Regions from separate parts of the Zea mays genome. Here region 1 is linked to region 2. A link is a contact called in public Hi-C data. All regions are on one chromosome and are shown on one strand. Each heading gives the region's core, a stretch centred on a gene start, on an enhancer-like site or on the middle of the called end of the contact. The rest is flanking DNA. Distances are from core to core; before and after follow the strand shown. Region 1 holds the start of LOC103649658 (small subunit processome component 20 homolog). Region 2 holds the start of LOC100280365 (Glutamine--tRNA ligase cytoplasmic).

The links. Hi-C and Micro-C count contacts between places; a contact is called where the count stands out from the background.
Region 1: a Hi-C map of leaf shows a contact between it and region 2, with 4 times the contacts expected there. The contact joins the promoter of LOC103649658 here to the promoter of LOC100280365 in region 2. A contact is called at or near these places in 3 of 25 Hi-C or Micro-C datasets (ear and leaf).

What each region holds. Positions count from the first base shown.
Region 1 is chr3:8,762,377-8,767,332 of Zm-B73-REFERENCE-NAM-5.0, forward strand. It overlaps LOC103649658 (small subunit processome component 20 homolog), which reads left to right and starts at 3,500. Exons shown (of 31, transcript XM_035966143.1): 1 at 3,500-3,775; 2 at 3,875-3,997. The coding sequence starts at 3,707.
Region 2 is chr3:8,552,152-8,557,708 of Zm-B73-REFERENCE-NAM-5.0, forward strand. It overlaps LOC100280365 (Glutamine--tRNA ligase cytoplasmic), which reads left to right and starts at 4,220. Exons shown (of 22, transcript NM_001367124.1): 1 at 4,220-4,601; 2 at 5,149-5,196; 3 at 5,289-5,360; 4 at 5,490-5,557. The coding sequence starts at 4,458. It also overlaps the pseudogene LOC100272281.

The sequences.
Region 1 (4,956 bases), core at 2,250-4,749, 210 kb after region 2:
GGCATGGGAGGCTGGCAAGCCGATTCTTTGTATATAGTTAGTAGTACAAAACTACATGCTATGAGGGTCCGGATAAATTGACGATGAGGAGCAGCTAGAGGTCGTGGTGGAGAAGGGCTAGAGAAAGGGATGACGAGGGACAGTTGCAAGTTGTGGTGGAGAAGGGCGACGACCCCATGACAACATGAGGTGAATTTCTATATCAGTTGCCAATCATAAGAAACAAATCTTATTATTGCACTCTAGGTATTATGCACAAGCTTTGGAGTTCTTGATGTTTCATGTTTGTGTAAACTCAAACGTCGAGGATTTTATTGAAGCAATAAAAGGGCCAGATGCTATTATTGATGGCTATATGAGACAGTTTGTCATCAAGCCTTTGTTTGGATTCCTTTTTGGCACTCTTATGGAGTACTAAGCCACACTGAAGAATTTGGGCTTAAGGTCAGCATTAGTCCCATCTTAAATGCTTATGTTCACATTGATCTTTATGGCTGTATTATTTCAATTGACAGCCTGCACCTAATCTTCTTTAATCTGTGAACAAAAAGGTTTCTCATTGACTATTGTCTACTGCAGAGTGAGGTTTTGAAGGTGACTCTTGCAACTGACGTCGTGAACTTAGTGTGAATATCTGTTGGATGGGCAAGCAAGTTTCCAACCCCATGCCCTCCCATCGATTGTGCTGCCTGATCCGGCTAGAGTTTATTAGGACTCGCAGCTAACTCGGAGTTCACTGCTGTAAATATGGGTAACACCCTGCCAATGCACGATATGTCGGAATCCACAGGTAAAATCGAATCTATGTTGCTTCAAAAGTTATTCCCTTTTGTCTGTTCTCGGCTAGAACAAGGTCTGGTCAAAATAAGAATGTTTTTTGTTCCATTTTAGTTGGAGTTTGGGTTTTCAAATCTAGGCCAGATTAGTTGGATTTAATAATTTGGTTTCTAAGGTGCAGCAGCCATATGATCTCCCAACAAGGAGGATCTTGCAACAACGACATTGATCAAGAATTGGATGTTGGAAATTATGGTTTGGCATTGTTACTTCTCTTACTCCTGTTTCATGTCCCAATCTGAGGTGACTCGTGTTGGTAATCATGTAATTTTTCCTTCGTGCTTCTATTCTTCCTATACGCTTTAGGCATGGCATGTTGTGCACTAACATTTTGATTAACAATACAACACATGGTCATACATATGGTATTGTTGCACTATTTTTTTGTTGCAACGCACGAGTATTCAACCAGGGCATCTTAGATTGGGAGTGGGAGGAGGACGAGGAGATGATTTGGTGCTACCAGGGTCAGGCCCCATCTCCTAGAAATGGATCTTCCTCCTTTGCATGGGCAGCTTGTGCATCGGGCTACTCTTCACCAACAGGTACCCTCATCCTCCCCCTTCTTGTGGCTCTTGATTTAGTGTTTTCAACTCGTCTCTATGGTTTGTTCTTGCAAAATCTCATAACACATGGTCACAAATACACTGACATCAATCTGTCATGACATGCCTTTATTTGCTAGACAAAGATCGTTTTATCCCGTGTGTTTGCAGAGCGGGCAGCCCGTCTCCCGCTGACAACACAACCACAGTAGTAGTGCACTACGCCCTGTGCTTTTTCACTCTCACCGAGCTTGCTCAACGACTGAGTCATCTACAATTGAGTGACAAAATAAAATCAGTAAAATTGCAAAAGAGCATTACATCCATATTTTTAGATAAAACATGTTACCAAAGACATTATTGTATTCAGGCGTTAAACAACATGTATCTTGCAGATTTACCATTATCCAGGCTTAATCTTTACTACTCTATAAGAGAGCAAACTAGGCATCCACCTACTTCACCGTGCCTCCGCTCCCGTGATTCGCGTGCCCCCGCCCCCGTGATCCATCTTCGCCCGATGCCCGCATGTGCTCCTTCGTCCTCGCCCGCCGTCCTTCCGTCGTCCTCCCCCGTGATTCATCTTCGCCCGCATGTGCTCCTTCGTCCTCGCCCGCGCCGCCACACCTCCCCCGAAACCTCGCCGCCACCCCTCCACACGCTCCTTATCACCCACATCCTGCCTCCCTCATCTCCAGTGCTTCTCTCGCCTCCTCTGTGCACACCTCGCCGCAGGGTGCGTCCTCAAGCTCGATCCCTCCCCGGCCTGTTCGTCATGACCTCTCGCCCTGCCGGCAACGGCGCTGGCTCCCCGCGCACCGCATCCTCATCATCCCGAGCCTCGCCACAGGGTCCTTGTCCTTCGGCTGCGTCCTCTCATCGCTCTCCTCCCGCGACATCCACACCGTGGCTCTCGACCTCCCCGGTCAAGGCCTCTCTCCATCGCCGACTGCTGCGCCCGGACAAGCGCGCTCCACGGCATCATGAACTGTGGCATCTTCCACGCATGTGCGGTCTCCTTCCTCGCCCCCGCTCAAGCCCAAGCCCACAGCAGCATCGCCCCCGACGCCCCTCCCCCCGCCCTCGAGCCCCGAGACGCCATCCTGCCCCCACCCACCACACCCGCCTCCCGAGCATCGAGGTGGTGGTCGAATCGACAGAGGTCGTGTCCCCGCCGCCCGCCTCCTCGCTAGCTCCATCCGCCCCTCGCAGCCCTCTGGCCTCGCCCAGCCGAGCTCCCTCCTACTCGTCGCCTCGTCTAGGGCTAGGGTCGTCGTCTCTGCCCTGCGGGCACTGAAGCCCTCTGTGGTGCCACTCAGCGCCCCCATCGACCAATAGTGTTCCTATAAAGCTAATCAGAAAGATGTAAATGTTGAACAGAGGCTGTCTTTGGAGATCCGGGTTCACAGGGAGCGCTGGTCCGTGCTTAGTTTATCCATTTATTGTGTAGTTTACCTTTGAGAGAATCATGTCCCTCCTTTTTGCTACTTAATATTAGGTTCATGTTATTTTGGTATTGTTAGATACTTGGATTGGCCCTTAAGGCAAAATCGTGTGTTTGTGATACATGATGTGTGAAAGCAGTTAGGCAGTTCAATTAGGCACAAGTTTTTTTTACCTAAAAAAGTTAGCCCTTAGCACGATGTGACAAGCTACGATTGTGCATTTGTGCTTCTTCCATATTGTTCTCGATAATTTAGCTCTTCCTCAATGAAGTGCTGCAAATTATTAGATTCTTGTGGCAGTGTCCACAATGGGGCTTGTGATTTCTGCAGTGTGAACTGATTCCACATTTCTACTAGCTTTTGAGTTGCAGAAATTACAGGTCAACTAATACAACAAGGTTTATATGAAGCTTAAACAGCCTCATAAAAAATCCATTGTAGGCTTGTATACAAATTAATGCCACAGTTCAGGCGACATAGTGATTGAGTGAATGGGGATAGAGGAACCACGCCGACGTCTAAAGCCTAGTTCGGCGTCAAGATCTATGGTGCCGAGCTAGGTGCCACGTCAGTGGGGCCAGTATTTCGGCATCATGGATTGTGGCGTCGGTGTGTTCGGCATCAAGGCCATGACGCCGAGCAGATGATCCAAAACTGAGAAATAATTCTTTCAGGAGGCTAGATGTAAAATTTCTTCGAAAAAGGGCTAAACTGTAAAATTTTGGGTCACGGCCTCCCTCGAAACCCTAGGCCACAAGCAAAACTCTGCTCCTCGCTTAAACCCGCGAGCCTCCGGACCCGGATGTTGTTCCGGTTCCGCCCGGCCCCCTCGTAGCCATCGCCTCCTTTTAGCGCCGCCATCCCACCTCGCCGGCGGCCATGGCGACCCCGTCTTATGCGGCGGTGAAGTGCCTCAACACGTCCTCGTCCAGCCGCAAGCGTTTCTCGGTACGCCTCTTCTCCGACTGCTGGCTGTTCCGCTAACACAGAATCCAGCTCGCGGAAGAGTTTTATGGATGCTAATGAGCTATGTGTTTCTTTCCGCAGTTTAAGAGCTTCTCGCAGCGGGTGGAGGAGATCGACATCGATGTGTACCGCAGCCTCCACACACTGAAGGCGGAGCCATCCAGCGGATCGTCCTTCTTCCTCGACGCAATTGTGGAGTGGAGGGTATGCGACCTTTTCTTTTTCTTGCCTCGTTTATTTCAATCTCTGTCATCTCTAGATACACTTTGGAAGTAACATGGGAGCTTAATTTGGTGCTTAGAGCATCAGAAAGGGTTTAATTGCCTTAATCGTTGTCTGCTGTGTTGCCCTGAGTGTTATATTGTGTAATATAGTCAGGATTACATCCAATAAAAATGGAAACATCTTCGAAATTCCACTCAGTGTGGAATGGACCTTAGTTCCATCTATTTTGTTTATTTCTTTTGATTGAAGAATTAACAGAATTCAAGGCTGTTCACAAACTGCACAAGGCCATGGGCAAAATTTTGTTCACAAATCGCACAAGCACAACTTTTGCTAACTCTATCTAGTAGAAGCATAGAATACCTAAAAGTTTGAGGGCATGTTTGGTTTCCTACCTAAGGCGCCACAATCTGCCTAACCTTAGGCGCTCGAATTGAAGAACTAAGGTTAGGCAGAAAAGTTTGGCACATTGTGGCGTCTTAGGCACCAAACCAAACAACCCCTGAATCCATCCTGCTGCCACGCTGCCACCCCCTCCCAAACAATTGATTTACTTAACTTTTTTGTACCTCAGCATTCCCCAGCATTCTCTGTTGCCATGCTTAAGCTGCATCATGCCTCAATCACCTTACTGGCCAATGCCTGCTCCATGGTTGGCTAGGTTTTTTTCTGCCCCGTGTCTTGGTCCACCACTATGCATGGCTTGAGTGAAATGCAACACTCTCGACTCGAATTCCACCATTGGATTGCTCCCACCATCGTACTCACCTCGCATCACCTGCTACTGACAAAATCACACCACCATATATGTTTTCACTTCATACTTGCACTTTGTGTGTGTGTTACAGTTCGATCAACTTCTGTGGCTTCCATCATATTTGATGCAGGGCACAGAGGTGCCAATATGGAAAAGGGCAGTGAACTCAATCATATTGTTA
Region 2 (5,557 bases), core at 2,970-5,469:
AAACTAACGTAGGCAAGGTTTTGCCGGTTTTCTTTTATTTTCTTTTGGTTTTGGGTGTAAAAATGAAGTCTATGTAAATCATAATGAACTTGTCGTGGATGAGACTATACTGACGATCATCTGAATATTTATCTTTATCTTTTGTATTTTATTCTCAACCACATGAGTAGCTGCTATTGTAACCAGACATCCAGAAAGATACATGCTCGTGGGAGATGTGGCTTACTTGATTGAGGAACTCATCATGCCAGGTATCGAGCGTATTAAAGCTTCTCCTAGTAGCTATCTTTCTTGTTTTTCTTGTTGATGGGAATTTGTGGCAGAATTTTAATGTAAGTTAATAACAGACAAGACAACTTACTAAGCGACCGATGGGGTTAGGCCATTATTACATAACACATAGCATCAGAGAGGCAAAGGAGGAAGGTTACTTGCCTTACCCATGAAGGTTGCAAAAGCAGTCTTAAGGCCAAGCACATCAACAGATCGGCTATTCTCCTACAAGAGAAAAAACATCAATACGTCTGGTCAACAATATTAATAACGACTCATGGCATATCAAAAAAATCATACTAACACTTTTATAAGGAAAATAACAGAATGTGGTTATAGAAATGTATTCTGTCACCCTTCTCCTGAGGGTTGGAACAACCTTGAAAATGCTTTCTTCTCCCGATCTCAGATGTGAGAAATCTGCCAGAATTGCCAGTGCACATCCAGAAAAAGATGTGGTATGAACTTAAGTCCTTATTTTTGAACTTGTATGAACTTAAGTCCGAAGATTCATAGAAGTAGCAAAGCAACCTTCTTTGCGGCAGCAAGCTCTCGGTTAATTCCTCCTTGAGGATGTCAAAAACAAAATCCAATGGTTTCAGTTGTGAACACAAACCATCGTTTGACTCTTAACGACAAAATTAATGTGGTCGAGCGCATTATGTACCTGCAAATGTGGTACACTGTGAAACATGAGGTGTCTGTAAGGAGCTTTGAATTGACTATGAAGACACGAAAGTAATTCACTATAGGGACACTAAAAGTAAGTCCAACCAACACCAAGACTATCAACAATTCTCTATCCACATCTTGTGTTCTTACGGTGGGAGAGCAGAAAATTGCAGCACTGTATCAAACCTAGGATCACAAAAGGACAATTCGATCTCCAGGAAAATCTACAACAACAATTTTCAATTGATCACCATCAGATCAAGCTAAGAAACGCCTATGTGCAGTCGACATGAGCATTACACATAAACGTAGACATGCACATGTTGTTTAATGAGATATTTGAGTCGGCCTCAGTGTCGCAAGCGTGTCAGAAAAAAAGAGATACGTCATTTTACTAATTAGATTAGATACTACTTTGGTAGCAATCAATGCAGCTGTACACTCTAATCCAGTAATCCTCATAGAAGACCATAGCCATCAAATCCATTTTTTTGGTTTAAAAAGATACCCACCACATTCATTACAAAAATGGCTTCAATTAACCCCCTCCTGAACCTATATCTAGAGATTCACCTCTGTCATTCTGACATATTATATCCAAAATAAGTCCTAAACTTCATATAAATTATCTATCATTGCAATAAAAAGCTAAAGTATGTGCATGAATTTCCCTCCTCTGTTGGTACTTAAAACACTAAATAACCCCTAGATCCATATCTATATTATCCACCCACAACATTTAAATATTAAACAGTCCAAATTAACCTCTAAATTTACATAGGTTAGAAAAGTATACAAAATAATTGATGAATAAAGTTTATCGTAACTAAACAAAGGTAAGAAAGTATCTGTAGATTTATACATCGGGTATAAACTTAGAATATGGAAAAAACAAAGACAGAGGGCTAAATAAATATTTTACTTGTGGAGGTACAGGTAAATAAATTTCTGGACAAATTGGGGCAGCTATCTCTCAAACTTGCCTAATTGATGTATCAGAATACATCTAGTTTACCTTCTGGATACTTGAGGAGTGATGTCCCATTACAAAACTGATAAATGCACTATTTCATTGTCGAGATGATTCACTTTATAAAAAGAAAATACCATAGACAAATGCATCAAGTATATGCAAATGTGTTATCAGGTATAAACTTAGAATATGGAAAAAACAAAGACAGAGGGCTAAATAAATATTTTACTTATGGAGGTACATGTAAATAAATTTCTGGACAAATTGGGGCAGCTATCTCTCAAACTTGCCCAATTGATGTATGAGAAATACATCTAGTTTACCTTCTGAATACTTGAGGAGTGATGTCCCATTACAAAACTGATAAATGCACTATTTCATTGTCAAGATGATTCACTTTATAAAAAGAAAATACCATAGACAAATGCATCAAGTATTTTTGCCAGGACAGAACAAGAACAACAATAATATTAGGATATTCACGTGTGTCAAGAGAGAACAGGGATGACTGAGCAGGCTCAGGAACTGCATGGTTATTAAGGGTATCTACACGATTACATATAGGAATCAACTAAAATCGATACTCTTCTTATTGAAAATTTCTAATTATGTCCACTGACAGTTAAGATTCAAACACATTTGCTACATATAGACCAAATAACTCAAGAATTAAGCAGCGAAGAAGAAAAGTGAGCACTGACAACGACAAATAACTGGACAACCTTCACTATCAACTCCTCCACGGTAACTGTAGTTGATAGAGAATAATATTGAAGGCAATAATACAATGATAATATGGAAACAATGATGGATAGAGATCCTTTAGCGTCACAAACATAAAGCAATGCTCGTAGCCTCCTTGGCCAATGAAAGCAATGATGTTTGTGTATGCATATCCCATCAGAACGAGCATTTGCTGCATTCACAGGTTGTTTTCTAGTATTTATAGGCTAAAAGACAAATATTGCCAACGACACCAATGCAAACGTGAAAACAACTGCAAAAAAATCCATTAGATGCATTTGCTGCATTCACAGGCATGTAGTATGCCATAGCAGGATGTTTTTGGGGAGAACCATTTTTTTACAAAAAGAACAATTATGGAGATGAAAAACTAAATCAAAGGAGGGAAACCAGCAGCACAGCTTCATTCCAGCAGTCATAACGGTTCAGGTCAGCTCATCGAGTAGCTCTCACAAGCTATCCTACCATGGAAAAGCTCGTAGAGGTGCAGAGTTTAGCAAAGCAAACGAAAATGCATAATTAAATACATCGTTTTTAGATTTTCCAAGAGGCAGGAGGCTAGAGTCTAGCAATTCTTAACGAAGAAAAAAACAAATTACCTTCCCCCATCCACATCGGGAGACCACGGCGCTGAGAGATGGATGGAATTTGGCGACGTCCTAAACAAAAAGGAGAAGGAATCAAACAGCAGTGGTGGCGTGCTGAAGGCACACCAAGGTGGAGGGCCGGGGTGGCAGATCCACATTTGGAGGCGGGGGGGGGGGGGGGGGCGTGGGCTGGGCAGCGTGCTGAAGGCGACAACAGTGGCGGCGTGGGAGGTGGGAGCGAGGGAGCAAGTTGCCTCCACGGAGCCGCGACTGTCACACCAAGGTGGAGGGTCGGGGGCCGCGGATCCGCATTGGACCTCTGCTTATTCCATCTAGGGGGAGGGGTTCGCAGCGGGGCGAACATCACGGGGGCATTTCGTGGGGGAGGCTATCGCGGCGGAGGTGGCAGGGCATCGGGTGAGCGAAGGACGGGGGCGGGGCACGCACGGAGGAGGGGGCGCGCGTGTGGGGAAGGAAGGTGATGGCGCGGATGACGGCCTCGACGCATGGGGAAGGAAGGTGATGCCGCGGATGGCGACCGAGGCGCGTGGGGAAGGGCGGTGATTGCGCGGTGAGGAAGGGCGGTGACGGTGGCGGAGGTCTGCGCTGCAGGGATGGAGCGGAGGGCAGCGCTGATGGCGTTGGGTGAGGAGGCGAGATTTGCGGGGAGGGGGAGGGCGAAAGCGGAGGGCCGCGGACGCGCTGCAGAGAGGAGAGCGGGCGACGACAGAACCGTGCACCAAAAAAATATGGACGCCTACACTAATGTCTTAAGTAGTAGTAGAGATTATCATTAATCCATGTGGATTGAATAGTACTGAGCTAGTTTAAATACATAATAAGTCAAATTTCATTATAATCCATTTCAATACACACCAATCTACATGAAATTGGAATAACCGAACAAGACCTAAATGAGTCGTATCTTACTTCGATACATCAGGTTGTATGGAGGGATTTCTTACATGTATGTAGTGTTTGGAGAACAGTATCTATGTTTTACGTACCCTAACACTGCTGGTGCTCTTCACTTGGGTTTAATCCAAAGTCCAAAACCACATCACACCCTTCTAATCCCAATCGCGGCACGACTCACGAGCTCCTCGCGCCGCTGCAGTGGGCTCTGCGCCTTTCCTCTCGCCGGAGTCCTAAAAAAACCCTAGGGACTAGGGAGCGTGCGGCTGCTGCTGCTGCGGCCGGACGAGGGGATGGGCACAGGGGGAGACGGGGACAAGGCGGGGCCGGCGCTGCCGCTGGAGGCGCTTTTGGCGCTCGGGCTCGACCAGCGCACCGCCGAGAACGCGCTCGTCAACGCCAAGGTCACCGCCAACCTCGCCGCCGTCATAGCTGAGGTGACCCCCCGTCGTCCGCTCGCGCTCGCCGCACTAGTTTTTTCGGCGGGTGCTGTGTTCTTATTGTTGGCGGGTCTGGTTTTGGTTGTGCTAACTTGTTCCACCTGGTGTGGGATTTGGCGTTGTGATTCTGGATGCAGACTAGCTGCACAAGTGTTCGACGCGCCTTGCATATGTTATATGATGCTAGAATCCGTGCTGCCCAATTTAGTTCCTCCCAGCTCCCAGCTCCGATCGCTGTTAAACTGTAGCGTATAATTTGGTTCCTCGTTCTGCAAGTCTGCTACCCACACACGTTCTATTGCAGCAACATTTTGTCCGTGCTGCCGTTTATATGATCACCTTGCTGTTTGGACAAATGTTACATGCTAGGAATTCAGACATCGTATGTCTACTTGTTACTGACCCTTTCTCCACTGACTTATCCTAGCTTAAACCTCGCTGTTATCTAATTATTATTCTAACATTTTGTTACACTGTCACTCTCTTTAAAATGTGCTGTCTTCTCCCCTTTAATTAACCACTGGTCTTGTTGACCTGTTGGCAGGCTGGTATAAAGGAATGTGACAAGTCAATTGGTAATCTTCTATATGCAGTAAGCACCTAGACCAATGAATCATGACTTCATGATAAAGGTATAAGTTGAGGGTTTTTCATGTGTAAATAACTCAACTTATGGTGAAACAGGTTGCCACCAAGTACCCAACTAATGCACTTGTTCATCGCCCTGTCCTTATTAGCTATGTCTTGTCAACAAAGGTAGATCCTTTACCCCTCTTCATTTCTGACTTCTAATTGATTTTGCAGGTGCCGACAAAGTGTTTTCCATCTTTCACCAATCACCACTCATTGCCTTGATGATGTGAACATGAAAATTTCTCTTTTCAGATAAAGAGCCCTGCACAGCTAGATGCTGCCCTCTCATTTCTTACTAATACTGGTCCTGATTCTCTAGA